2 separate regions of the Gossypium hirsutum genome follow, and region 2 is linked to region 1. A link is a contact called in public Hi-C data. All regions are on one chromosome and are shown on one strand. The core of a region is the stretch at or near the end of the contact, and the rest is flanking DNA. Distances in the headings are between cores, read along the strand shown.

Region 1 (5,494 bases), core at 107-2,606:
GGCTGCTCACAATGTTGTTTTAGTGATTGTTTTTTAACCAAGCATGATGACTATTTTTTAGATGTGTTCCATCACATGATAGTAGGGACAGGTATCAAGTTGAATGTGGTCCATGCAGCCAGCATGTGGTGGACTTAGTTGAGAATTCCTGCTCCTACAGGAATTGGGATCTCACTGGCGTCCCTTACATGCATGCACTAACTGTCATTCATCTAAAAGATGAGTTCCCAGAGACCTATGTACAAACCTAGTACACCAAACAAACCCAACTTCAAATTTAATCAAACTTTATAAGGCCAGTAATGGGTCCTAAACAATGGGTCTCTTTGTCAAACATGCTGCCAATACTGCCTCCTACACTAAGAAGGCCAACTGGCAGACCTACTAGGGTGAGAGGGAAAGAACCTAATGAGCCACAAACAACAGAATGGTTGAGCAAGAGAGGGGTGGACATGAGGTGCAATAAATGCAAAAGAATAGGCCACAATAAGAGGAGTTGCAAAGGGGAAGTTGGCCAAAACATTCTAGTAAGTCAAAACATTCTGTTTATGAATTTGTTTGACAGATTTCACTTGTTCCTGTAGGTCAAAAGACATAAAGTTGGTGTTCACAACCAAGTGGTGCCCCAAATTAGCAACAGGCTACCCCAAATCAGCAAGAGAGTACCCTAACTCAACAGGCTACCCCAACTCAATTACAAACTGCCCCAACTCATCAACAAGCTGCCCCAACTCACCAAAAAGATGCTGCCCCAAGAGAAAAGCTCTCATTCAAGAGAAAACCAACCATTGTTAAATGGATGCCTCCTACTCAAGAGTCATCCATGACAGACCAATGATGATATTGTGAACAAACCTTATTTTGTTAACTTTTTAAAATTGTGTAAATTTGTCTACTACTGATTTATTAACTTAGGCAGATTAATTTTTGTAAATTTGCTTATGATTGCTACTGTTGATAAACTTAGGCATATAGTCACTAATTTTTTTTTGTAAATTTGCCTACAATTCACTTCTGTTCAATTTTGTTGAATTGTAGGAAAATTTGGCAATATTATGCCCCTCATTCCTTTTGTAAACAGTTTGACGTTTTCGCCTTAATATATGAGCATTGATCCATGCAATTTGTGTTATCTCTTCTAACATATGAGTATTGAAAAAACAAATGTGTGAGAATTGAGAAATACAAATGTTTCTTTTATCTTTTATCTTTTCTGATATATGAGTATTGAGAAATACAAATGAAATGAAGATTAAACATTCTTTCAAGTCTATCAACTTTGAAATGAAATCAAATATTACAAAATAACTTTCTAACTGTTGTAAGCAACAACAATATTACAAAACAATTTGTAAGCAACAACCACATATTATATTCCATTTCAAGTCTTTCAAGTTTGTAAACAACAACATGAGCTGGTTAGCCATGTATACCAGTAGCCATGTATAACAACATAAGCAACAATATACCAGTAGCCATATATAACAACATAAGCAACAATATACCAACAACAATATTATAAAACATAAGCTGGTTTTCAATGCTAACAACAACAACATAAACTAATTTAAGATTTAAAAAAAAAACAACACAGTTACAAATACAAGCACCAAAAATCATATTTTTCTCTTCTTCCTCCTTGCATCCTTCAATGTCCTTACTTTTTTCAGAAGACCCAACAACACAATTCATGAATGGTGGATCAAATTAGGTGTAAAACCGACATGGTTTTCGAAATCTACTGCCAAATTTCTTACACCCAAAAAACCTCCTACCTGGGTTGTCATTGGACCAAGACGTGTTTAATTCGGCTGAGTTTCCACAATAGCACACCGGAATCACTTCAAGCATCTCCATTTTTCCTTTTCTCCCTTTTCTTCTTCTTTTTCTTTTTCTCTAACCTTAGAATGGTGTGGTAGGGTTGTTAAATTGAGAGTAACCGGCCAACTGGAGGATTTTTTGACACCAAAGACACCATCATCTGCCATGTCACTTTGCCGTGACGTCTGTGATGAAAAACGGCAAAAAGGACTGTTTTGTAACTTTTCAAAAGTTAAGTGACTGAAATGAAACCTAAGTGACTGTTTTGTCAGCTAACCCAAAGTTGGGTAACTGTTGGTACCTAAATTTTTTTAAAAAAACTATGTATAAAATTCCGAAAATACCCTCGTCTATTAAAACCCTCCGATTTCCTCTAAACATAAAACCTAACACTGAAACTCCACTCTTAATTTCTCCAACAATGGCTTCCACCATCTCAAAGATCCCCACTCACTCCCTCTTCAAACTCCTCGTTTCGTCCTCACCCAAACCACCCGTTTCCTGCTTCATTTCCACCGCCACCGCCACCGCCACCGCCACCGCCACCGCTGAGAACCGGACTCAGAAACTCGAACGCATCGCCGACGAGCTTTTAGATCTTACAAGGCTCGAACGCTACGACTATTCCATCCTCTTCCGTCTTAAACTCGGCCTCAACTGCTACGGACCTGCCGTATCCGGCGTATCCTCCGCCGCCGCTTCGGGTCCGGGAACCGGATCCAGCGCAGCCGAAACGAAAACGGCGGAAAAGACGGCGTTTGATATAAAGCTGGAGAAATTCGATGCGGCGGCCAAGATAAAGATAATAAAAGAAGTGAGGACGTTCACGGAATTGGGTTTGAAAGAAGCGAAGGATATGGTGGAGAAAGTTCCGGTTGTGGTTAAAAAGGGAGTAACAAAAGAGGAAGCTGAGGCCATTATTAAGAAGCTCCAAGAATTGGGTGCTACTGTGGTACTTGAATGATTTTATTTATTTGACTAAAGGTGTAGAATAATTGTTGTTTTGATGAAATGGGAACAAAAGTGTTTGAGGATATTGTTGTTATTGGTATTACCAATAGAATTTGAAAGTGAGAAACTTTGCTGAAGTCAATTTGATCCATTGATTGGGTTTGTTTTGGAATAGTTTAGTTTAGGGTGTATTGAAATGAATGGATTAGGATGGATTAATGGTAGTACCTGCAGTTCACCTTCTATTTGAGAATGGTGGTGACCGGTGCCAATGCCCCTTGGCGTTGGGTCCCTTTAAAATTCAAGTTGACTCGTGATTATGCTTCATTGTTAGTTCACTCTAATATTTGTGCTCTGATATATCAATTAAGGATTTTTATAATTTCATGTTTCATAATCTATAATCATATTTGAACGTCGAGCGAACATGAATAAAGAAAGATTCAGCCACCTTTCTGGGATTAAGTTATCGATTGAGCTCAAGTCTTTTGCTGCTTTGGAATTATGCCCTTAATTCAGAAACTATAAGTTAAACGCAGTTTTAAGTATTACAAATGGGAAACTGACTCGATCTTCAGATCTTGAAATCAACCAAAAAAGGAATATATTATTTATCATATTCTAAAAGCACTGTTAATTACAAATCGCCTATAAACTAGCAATACAACTAAGTGGCTTATGGCAACAGCGATAATCAACTAGAAATCGTAACAAAAACCTAGGCAATATCTAATTTACACTAGATGAGATTCAGCCCTGGTTAGCACTTTCTGCTAAAGGAGCTCATTTTTCGAGTTCCCCACCTGCCCATAACTATCACCTCAAGAAAACGTTGTGCGTCTAATCTTGAACTGGCAACCGCAGGAGTTTGCCATATGAACTAGTACACTCAGCTGGCATATGTTGGAAGCTTCATTTAATTGCTCTATCGGCAGTAATTCCACTTCCATCCGCTACCAATTTCTTCACGTAATACTTGGATTTACGAGATAGATTAATCTTTTTCCTCCTTTCATCAGGTATCATGTCGATGCTACACTCCGTAAACCCACGCCTTACAAACCTGCTAAAACCACACTGTTTTATATATCATATCCTGGACATCGGATGGAGAATATTCAATATAACTCAACTCCCCCTCTTTCTCCAGATTACAAGGTTGCTTCAAATTTATCTAAAAGGTGAATGAAAATAATTCCATGTTTGAAATGATGTAGTGGGAAAAAAATACAGACCAATCAGCAGTCCGAGTTGTCAGAAGGAAAAGCCTATCCAATCTGAGTGAGGACGCCTTCTTCTCAATATAATCTGCAGATATTTGATTATTAGGAATGATATTGGTTGGTTGACCACAAAAAATTTCCCAGAAGTTTGTATCACATCAAAGTGATGCTAATTAGAACAACATTCATAATCAGATTCAAATCCAGCATCATTCCACGATTAGATAGTGAGAGCTAAACTAATCAGCAAATCTTTTGTATGCAATCCATCCTACAGTCAAAAAAGGTACTTTGTCGGGTGAGCATTTCTAATAAGATCAGAGCTGACAGGTTCTTGCATTGCGTTGCTTTTCAGCTTCAACAGAATAAGTAGCAGAGTACAATCATGTCTAATATGACATAAGCAGTGAAGATAGAGATTTTCAATATCATACCAAGCAATTTATCCCCCTGTCCTTGTCCTCGGCACTCGGGAGAAACTGCAATGCAAGCGACTTCTCCACACTTCTCCTTGAAGAAAGGAAAAAGAGCAGCACAAGCAATGATTTGACCTTCCCTTTCCATAACACCGAATGAATCTATGGCCTTAAGCAGCTGCACAAACAAAAAGTGACAACAACTTAATTTTCAGGATTTCGGCTCCAGGCCTTTAGCTCAGAAGAAAAAAAGCCTTTTGCCCCTCCCATTTTTGTTCTTCAGTAAGATTTAAAGCCAAGGCCAATTTTAATGATTCTGATCTTTACAACGAAACATCCAAGAACCAGTAGAAGAAATAAAGCACATCATAGAAGAAGAATAAATAAATGAGATAGTTAGGTTAAAGAAATCTCTAAAGGACCTTAATACAGACCTCATCATCGGTCCTGCGAACCAATGTGCCGGACTCTTCCAAAGGTTTTATGATTTGCTTGATGCCAGCGAGATCTGTTACCTTAGCCATCCTAGCCCCTTCATATAGATCACTGAATAACAAGCAAAGCTAAAGTCAGCAAATTGAACACAAGACAGCATAATGACCTATCAGATCTTGCAACAGTATTTCACATAAACTAACAAATTTCAGCCACGTTACTTGTGATCCCTAATCCTTGGAAAAAGTATGTGGGAACAACATATACCTCCAGTTTGTCTGTTGTCAAATGTTATGAAACTGATTGGTGCTTAATGCAAGACCAAGTATTCAAAAGAAATCATGGTTACTAGGAGTGCCTCTGGTGTACCAGTTAATTTGAATAATATATAAATACTTTACTGAACACTTGAACCTTTTTTTTTTCTATAGAATACTGAATGGTTAAACTTAGTTACATATAACATTCATTTTAGGTTTAACTATGCATCCAAGGCAGAACCCAACAAATCATCCAAACTAGCCATCTGAAAAGCAAATACTAAGAACTCACTAATCAAATGCAGATGCATAGGGAATTAACTATATTTGGTAATGCCTGTCAGCCAATGCCTATTTTCCCACAAGGTTAACCAACAAGTTCACTGCA
Region 2 (5,987 bases), core at 2,603-5,102, 140 kb after region 1:
TCAAGCCAAATCAATCTCAAAATCAAATTCTTATAAACTCTAGCTTTCTTGAGCTCGGACTCAAATTTTCTCGATTTTGAAACTGCTACAGGCTCAAACTCGGACATGTTTCGTGCACTTTTGAAAAAGGAAGAGATTATCATAAATGAATAAAAAAAACCATTTAAAAGGAAATAAAAAGGAGAGGAGGGATTAGAGAGGGGAAGAGATCAAGTAAATTTACCATGGCAGTTCTTGCGAAAAGATTTCACAAAGGTGCTTCTAAATTACTTGATCACTGATGAAATCAAAGCTTAATAAACCAAATTCAGATGTACTAATACTCAAATAACTCCAATCTTTTACCCCCCCCCTCCCCCCAAAATAAAATAATTAATTTTAAATTTGAATTCATCTTTTACAAAATAAATAAGCAACTCGATCAATCTGGAATTAGCTCGAAATTCTTTCAATACCAACCAAGCCAGGCTTTTGATAAAACCAGTATCTTTGAAATGAGAATAACATTTACCAAATACCTCATCAACAAGACATAATTTTACGATTAAACACACATCCAACGAAATTCGGTACATCTAAACATTAAAGCCTCCTATTATCACTATTCTTTTTGTTTTTTGTTTTTTTTTTGATAAAACAATTATCATAAACTTGTGACAAACATAAAGTGCAATCACAACATGGATGAGATTGGAATATGAAACGAACTTTTCTTTCTGCACCAGGTACCCTGCAAGTTTCTGGTCTCAATTATCTTAGTTTACTCCACAATAAGGAATTTTCAGCTTCAATTTTCGCCATCAGAATTTATCTAACAGTCTTTCTTGGACTTGTCCATTGCTTTAGGAGCTGTATGACACAGAAAATGCCAGCTAACATTAAAACCTTAGATTTTGTCCAGTTATGGTTCAATAGGCAAAGTGAAACCACTGGACATAACTCAGATATTACATGGTAGGAGTGCAAAACATATGCATATACCCAGATTACAAACAAATAATTTAATGAATTTGATCCATACTGCAGAGCTTGCTAAACATAAATTACTTACCTAATCCGATCGCATCAGCACTCTTCATTATTTTCAACCTCCTGCATGTTTCAATAAACATCCTGCAACAAATCAAATCACAGTTAGGTAACTTGACTGAGGAAATCAATCTACAAGTTTAAATAAGCAGCACTTGCATGCCAAATTAATTTCAGTATTAACAAAAATGTAGAATAGGCACAGAAAAGAACAAACACAAACACAAATACTAAATCTATTTATTTGTATGTCTCCTGTTGACAACAAATAGGAGAGCCAAAGTGCTTACTGACAAAAGAAATTCAGTCTTCAAAGATACATGCTGCCTATGTAATTTAAGATTTAAGGGGGGAGGGGAAGAATTTGGGGACAATAAAATGTCAAGGCAAATACTGATGTTGAGTGAATGAAGCTTACTCCCATGGAACATCCCCAACCAGCATCCAGTCACCATCTTTATCCTCGTATGTAAGCACATATTCCGATCCATGCAAAAGATCCTTCAACTTGCTCTCACTCAAGATTTCCTTCCCAGGAGTACCATGAGCCCCACATTGACCTGAAATGATAATGAAAATGTGGTAACCAGGTCCATGACAAATAACAGAAGTTTTCCTTTATTATGTGCATTTCTTGCAACAAGAAGGATTCAGCTCGATAATGCAATAAGGCAAAGAATGCAACGATAGCTTACCAAGGGTGAAACAGCTGAACATCTTCTCAAGAGCAGAAGACAGTTCCTGGTAAGTTGAATACATTCTCAAATCTACCTTCCTCAGATAAGGAGCTCCATCCATACTGACCTTGACAAAAAGAGTACCAGGTCCCGGTTTTCCATCAACTTCGTCATTGTTTTTTGAAGAAGTGGTCAGTGTTTTAGTCCTAAATGATCTTATTGGAGGCCAACCAACAACCTGAGCCCTGCTAAGAAAAGGGATATCATAACAACAATAAAAAAGGATAAGAAATAATGCCCTTTATACCATCAAAGCTTAAGAGTCATTTCTCAAGCTAATTATACTTACTTGGCAGTAGGTGCACTGCTGTTGTTAGAAATGTCAGTTCGGTTGACTTTGGTTCCATTACTGGTGCAAGGCTGTTCTTGTATCTCATTTGCAGGCCCGTCTTTCTTTACAGATGCTTGAGCTACAGAGTATTTTCCATGTGACACAGGTTGCAGAAATTGAGAATCCGGAACAGCTCCAGAACCCACCCATTTTTTTTCAGTGTATATGGTGCCTTTCACCTCAGAGAATCCCCTTTTGTTTCCAGTAACAACACTTTTCTGGGATGATGAGCAGATTACATCTTTAGAAGGAAGTAGAGGAAACAGTGTCTTCTCATCAAGTTTTCCCGAGTTTAGAAAGCAAAGCTCAGTTTCTCTCTCAGGGGACTGGGATCCAGGAAGACCAAGCCTCAGCTCTGTGGCTTTCAAATTCAGGTTATTCCCATTATCATCCAGGACACCGGAGCTGTCAACTGAACAAAAATCTGATAATCCAAGATAATTCCACTCCCTTATCCCCAAGCCATTTTGGGAGATACATTCAACAGATGAAGAAGAAACCCTACTCTGCCCTTCCTCCTCCACACCAAGCAACAGCGGAGACATCAGAACTCAAAGCTTCTCAAGATAGCCTCTTAAAACCACATAGAAAAACAAAAGACAAATCAAAATTTCCGCAAACTAACAAGAATAAAACCGTTTAAGCCAAGTTATTTGAAAACAGAAGATCCAAAAACCACTACAAATTACAGCAGATCACAATTTATTTTACAAAGATATCTAAATTAAACCTTCAAGTAGACTCATTCACAATTACTATTAGTTCCAGGTGAAAACCCACCCATGCATTAGCTGTTTCTGAATCCACTAACAATACCCATGAAACCCACCTCAACTCATTTTTTCAAACAACTTCAGCTACAATAATTGGTTGTTATGCGTCAATTTTTATTGTTTATAAGGGTAACAATTAATCAAGGTTCTCACCTTCTAAAGCTCAAATAATGGTGTAAGCCAGAAAACCTGCATTAGAGCAATCTAACTCATAAAACTAAATTACATAAACGGAAATATCTTTTAACAAGTCGAGAATAATTACCACTATGATTTTACAAGAAAAACAGTGCAGCAAAAAAGGACTCCAATTTTACAGTCTTACGGAAATTCTAGCAAAATCTTACGAGAAAGAACAGAGCTTAAAATAGAAAAAAAAAATTAACCGTGAAGAACAAATTTTATTTAGCTCATAAAAAGATAGGGAGAATATTAAAGGGAAAAAAAAGTCAACTCTCTTATGCATTAAATCTTTCTGCAACAGCCCATTTTCCCTGAATAAAAGCAGTAAAAAGAGAGAAAGGGAAACAAAGAAAAACAAAGCAGAAAAAAAGTAGCAATCTTTTTCCTCCATTTTCTTTTGCTTTTGCGGCAACCAAACAGATACAATAACAGGGGGAGGGGGAGAAAAACTTGAGATCTTACCTTTGATCTCAAGCAAAACTGCAAAACAAAAATCGAACAGAAAAACTGAAATTTAAAAAAATAAAATAAAAAGAAAAGAGCTTACAGGAGTAAAACTTGGTAGAGTTGCAGAGTAGACAAAGAAAAGAAGATCGATTACTGCTTTCAAATATTGCAGGCTAAAATGCACGAAGTGCAGAGAAAATAAAAGCAGAGAGAGAAAGAGAATAAGCTTAAGACCCTTCCATTATAAGCAGAAAGCCATAAAAGTCATTAAAGAAACTCGAGAAGTAAAAAATAAAAAAGCAGGGGCAAAAGCGAAAATAAACACAAAAAGTTGTGTAAACTTTGTACTCATTGTGAAAGAATGGGACCATGTCGGGTTATATAGTTATACTGCGCCGGTCTATGGGGTTGAAGGGTATCTGATCTGACGGTTGAGATTGGTGTGGCAATGAAGGGATCTAGACCGTTCGATTTCCCAAAAGAACTTATAATTAAACACGTGTCATCATATTTGACTAAAGTTAGTTTTGATTGGTTCCCGGTACTTGTTGTACTTTTTTCTTTAGCTCAAGCTAGGCAATAGGCATACCCTTTTTACCTTACTATTCATATATAATGTTTTTTTTATCGTTTTAGATTTATGGATATTTTTAATTTTAAATATTTTTCGCTTGTAATTTTTTACTCTTAATTTATAATTTCATTTTTACAATAAAGTGAAACCTCACATGAGAATACAAATTAAAAATGAAAATAGTTCCTATAATGAATGTGAGTCTCTTTCTGTTTCATTCTATTTTTCATGTCCCCAATTCAAAGTATATAAAAAACAAATAATTATTATCGATTGAATATTAATTCGATTAATATAAATATTATTATTGATGTAGGAGGATGTTAAGTACATTGAAGTACATTATCTTCCAATTTATGGATTAAAAATTATGGGTAATTAGACATTGTATCAAAAAAGAGCATATATATTATCAAAACATATAATAAAATTGTTTTTAAAAAAAACCAACAATTATTCAACAAAATATTTAATCTATTGAACTTTGTCATGTAAATTGGGTTTAACCTCACACTCCTATTTTGATCGACACAATCTTTTTATTCATCAGATTTCCCTTCAAATGTATGAAATTATAAATTAAATAATAAAATTACTTTTTAATCCTCCAAAAATTTATTATTCATTTTTTACCACATAAATGGAAATTTTTGCATATATGTGACCTTAAACATGAATTCTATTGAATGCGACTTTTTATGGGTATGGAATACAAGTGGAAATAATAATTGATGTCTAAACGAAATTAGGACTTTGTCTACCAAAGTCACTCAAAATTCAACCACTCCTCCCTCAGTGCTCCGTTATCTAAGTCTTGTAAGTCATTCTTGATATGCAATAAAAGGAATTTTATGTATTTTTTTTATCCATAGTATTTTCATCTTCATTTTTAAAAAAAATTGAAATGAACATGACGTATGAAAATTTTAAATTTTACCATATTAATACCATCTATCAATTAAATAGTTTGTATATGATGAATGCACACAGCTCACTGATACAAAGTTGTAAATGATTATTAGTCTGATGAATGTTATTAATCACGGTCCTATAATTTTTTAATTAAAATTACCCCTATCAACTATAAATTTTTATTTTTATTCTTAAGCACGAGATATATTTTCGTTTTTTATTAAAAGAAATTATTAATTAAATCCTAATGACTGTAATAAAAACTGAATTATAAAAAGTAAAATAATTTTAATAATTAGATCAAAATAAATAGTTGGATTTTATATTTAACTTACATCCTGCAATTAAAAAACATTTGTACATCTTTACTTTCATATTTAAATTCTTATATTTTGTCGCCGTACATTTTACTGCTATTTCTTTTACATTTTTTAATAAAATTGAATAATCTTTACTTTATTTGCATGATGGAAAGGGAAAAAAAATAAAAGATTGAGTGTTATTTTTATTTTAATGAGGTAAATTAAATATAAAATCTAATATTTAGATTCATTTATTTTAATTTAATAATTAAAATCATTTTTATTCTCATAATTCTTATTTTAAAAATTCTCATTATAATTGTCATCTAAATAAATAAGCAAATTTAATAACATATACTTTAAAGTAATCTTATATTTCATGTACAAAATATCATATCCAAATCAATAATTTTAAAAAAAATAAAACATTTCGTAAACCAAACTATGCCATCATTAACTTTGCTTACTGCGGCTCGTCCGAAATATGGGAGGGTTCGAATAAAAATATAAGTCCAAAATATGGGCTTGAGCAAAAAAACGAGGCCCATTTAAAAAATGGGCCGGGCCTTGGGCACCACTTTTTTGACCCGGGCCCAACCCGAATATAATAAATATATATTTTCATTTTTATTTTTTAATTTTAAAATACTTTTAAAATTATTTTTTTTTATTTTTTTATATTTTTAAAATAATTTTTTA

The links. Hi-C and Micro-C count contacts between places; a contact is called where the count stands out from the background.
Region 2: a Hi-C map of leaf shows a contact between it and region 1, with 2.4 times the contacts expected there. The contact joins the promoter of LOC107914352 here to the promoter of LOC121222421 in region 1. A contact is called at or near these places in 4 of 34 Hi-C or Micro-C datasets (hypocotyl and leaf).

The regions. Positions count from the first base shown.
Region 1 is chrD10:13,591,369-13,596,862 of Gossypium_hirsutum_v2.1, forward strand. LOC121222421 (50S ribosomal protein L7/L12) reads left to right here and starts at 1,357. Exons shown (of 1, transcript XM_041103153.1): 1 at 1,357-2,909. The coding sequence starts at 2,144. The coding sequence ends at 2,785. LOC121222420 (probable amino-acid acetyltransferase NAGS2, chloroplastic) reads right to left here. Exons shown (of 10, transcript XM_041103151.1): 7 at 4,846-4,957; 8 at 4,430-4,589; 9 at 4,008-4,080; 10 at 3,360-3,835. The coding sequence ends at 3,685.
Region 2 is chrD10:13,729,527-13,735,513 of Gossypium_hirsutum_v2.1, forward strand. It overlaps LOC107914352 (auxin-responsive protein IAA9), which reads right to left and starts at 3,853. Exons shown (of 7, transcript XM_016843251.2): 1 at 3,601-3,853; 2 at 3,024-3,059; 3 at 2,056-2,670; 4 at 1,725-1,951; 5 at 1,448-1,589; 6 at 1,052-1,113; 7 at 516-849. The coding sequence starts at 2,642. The coding sequence ends at 812.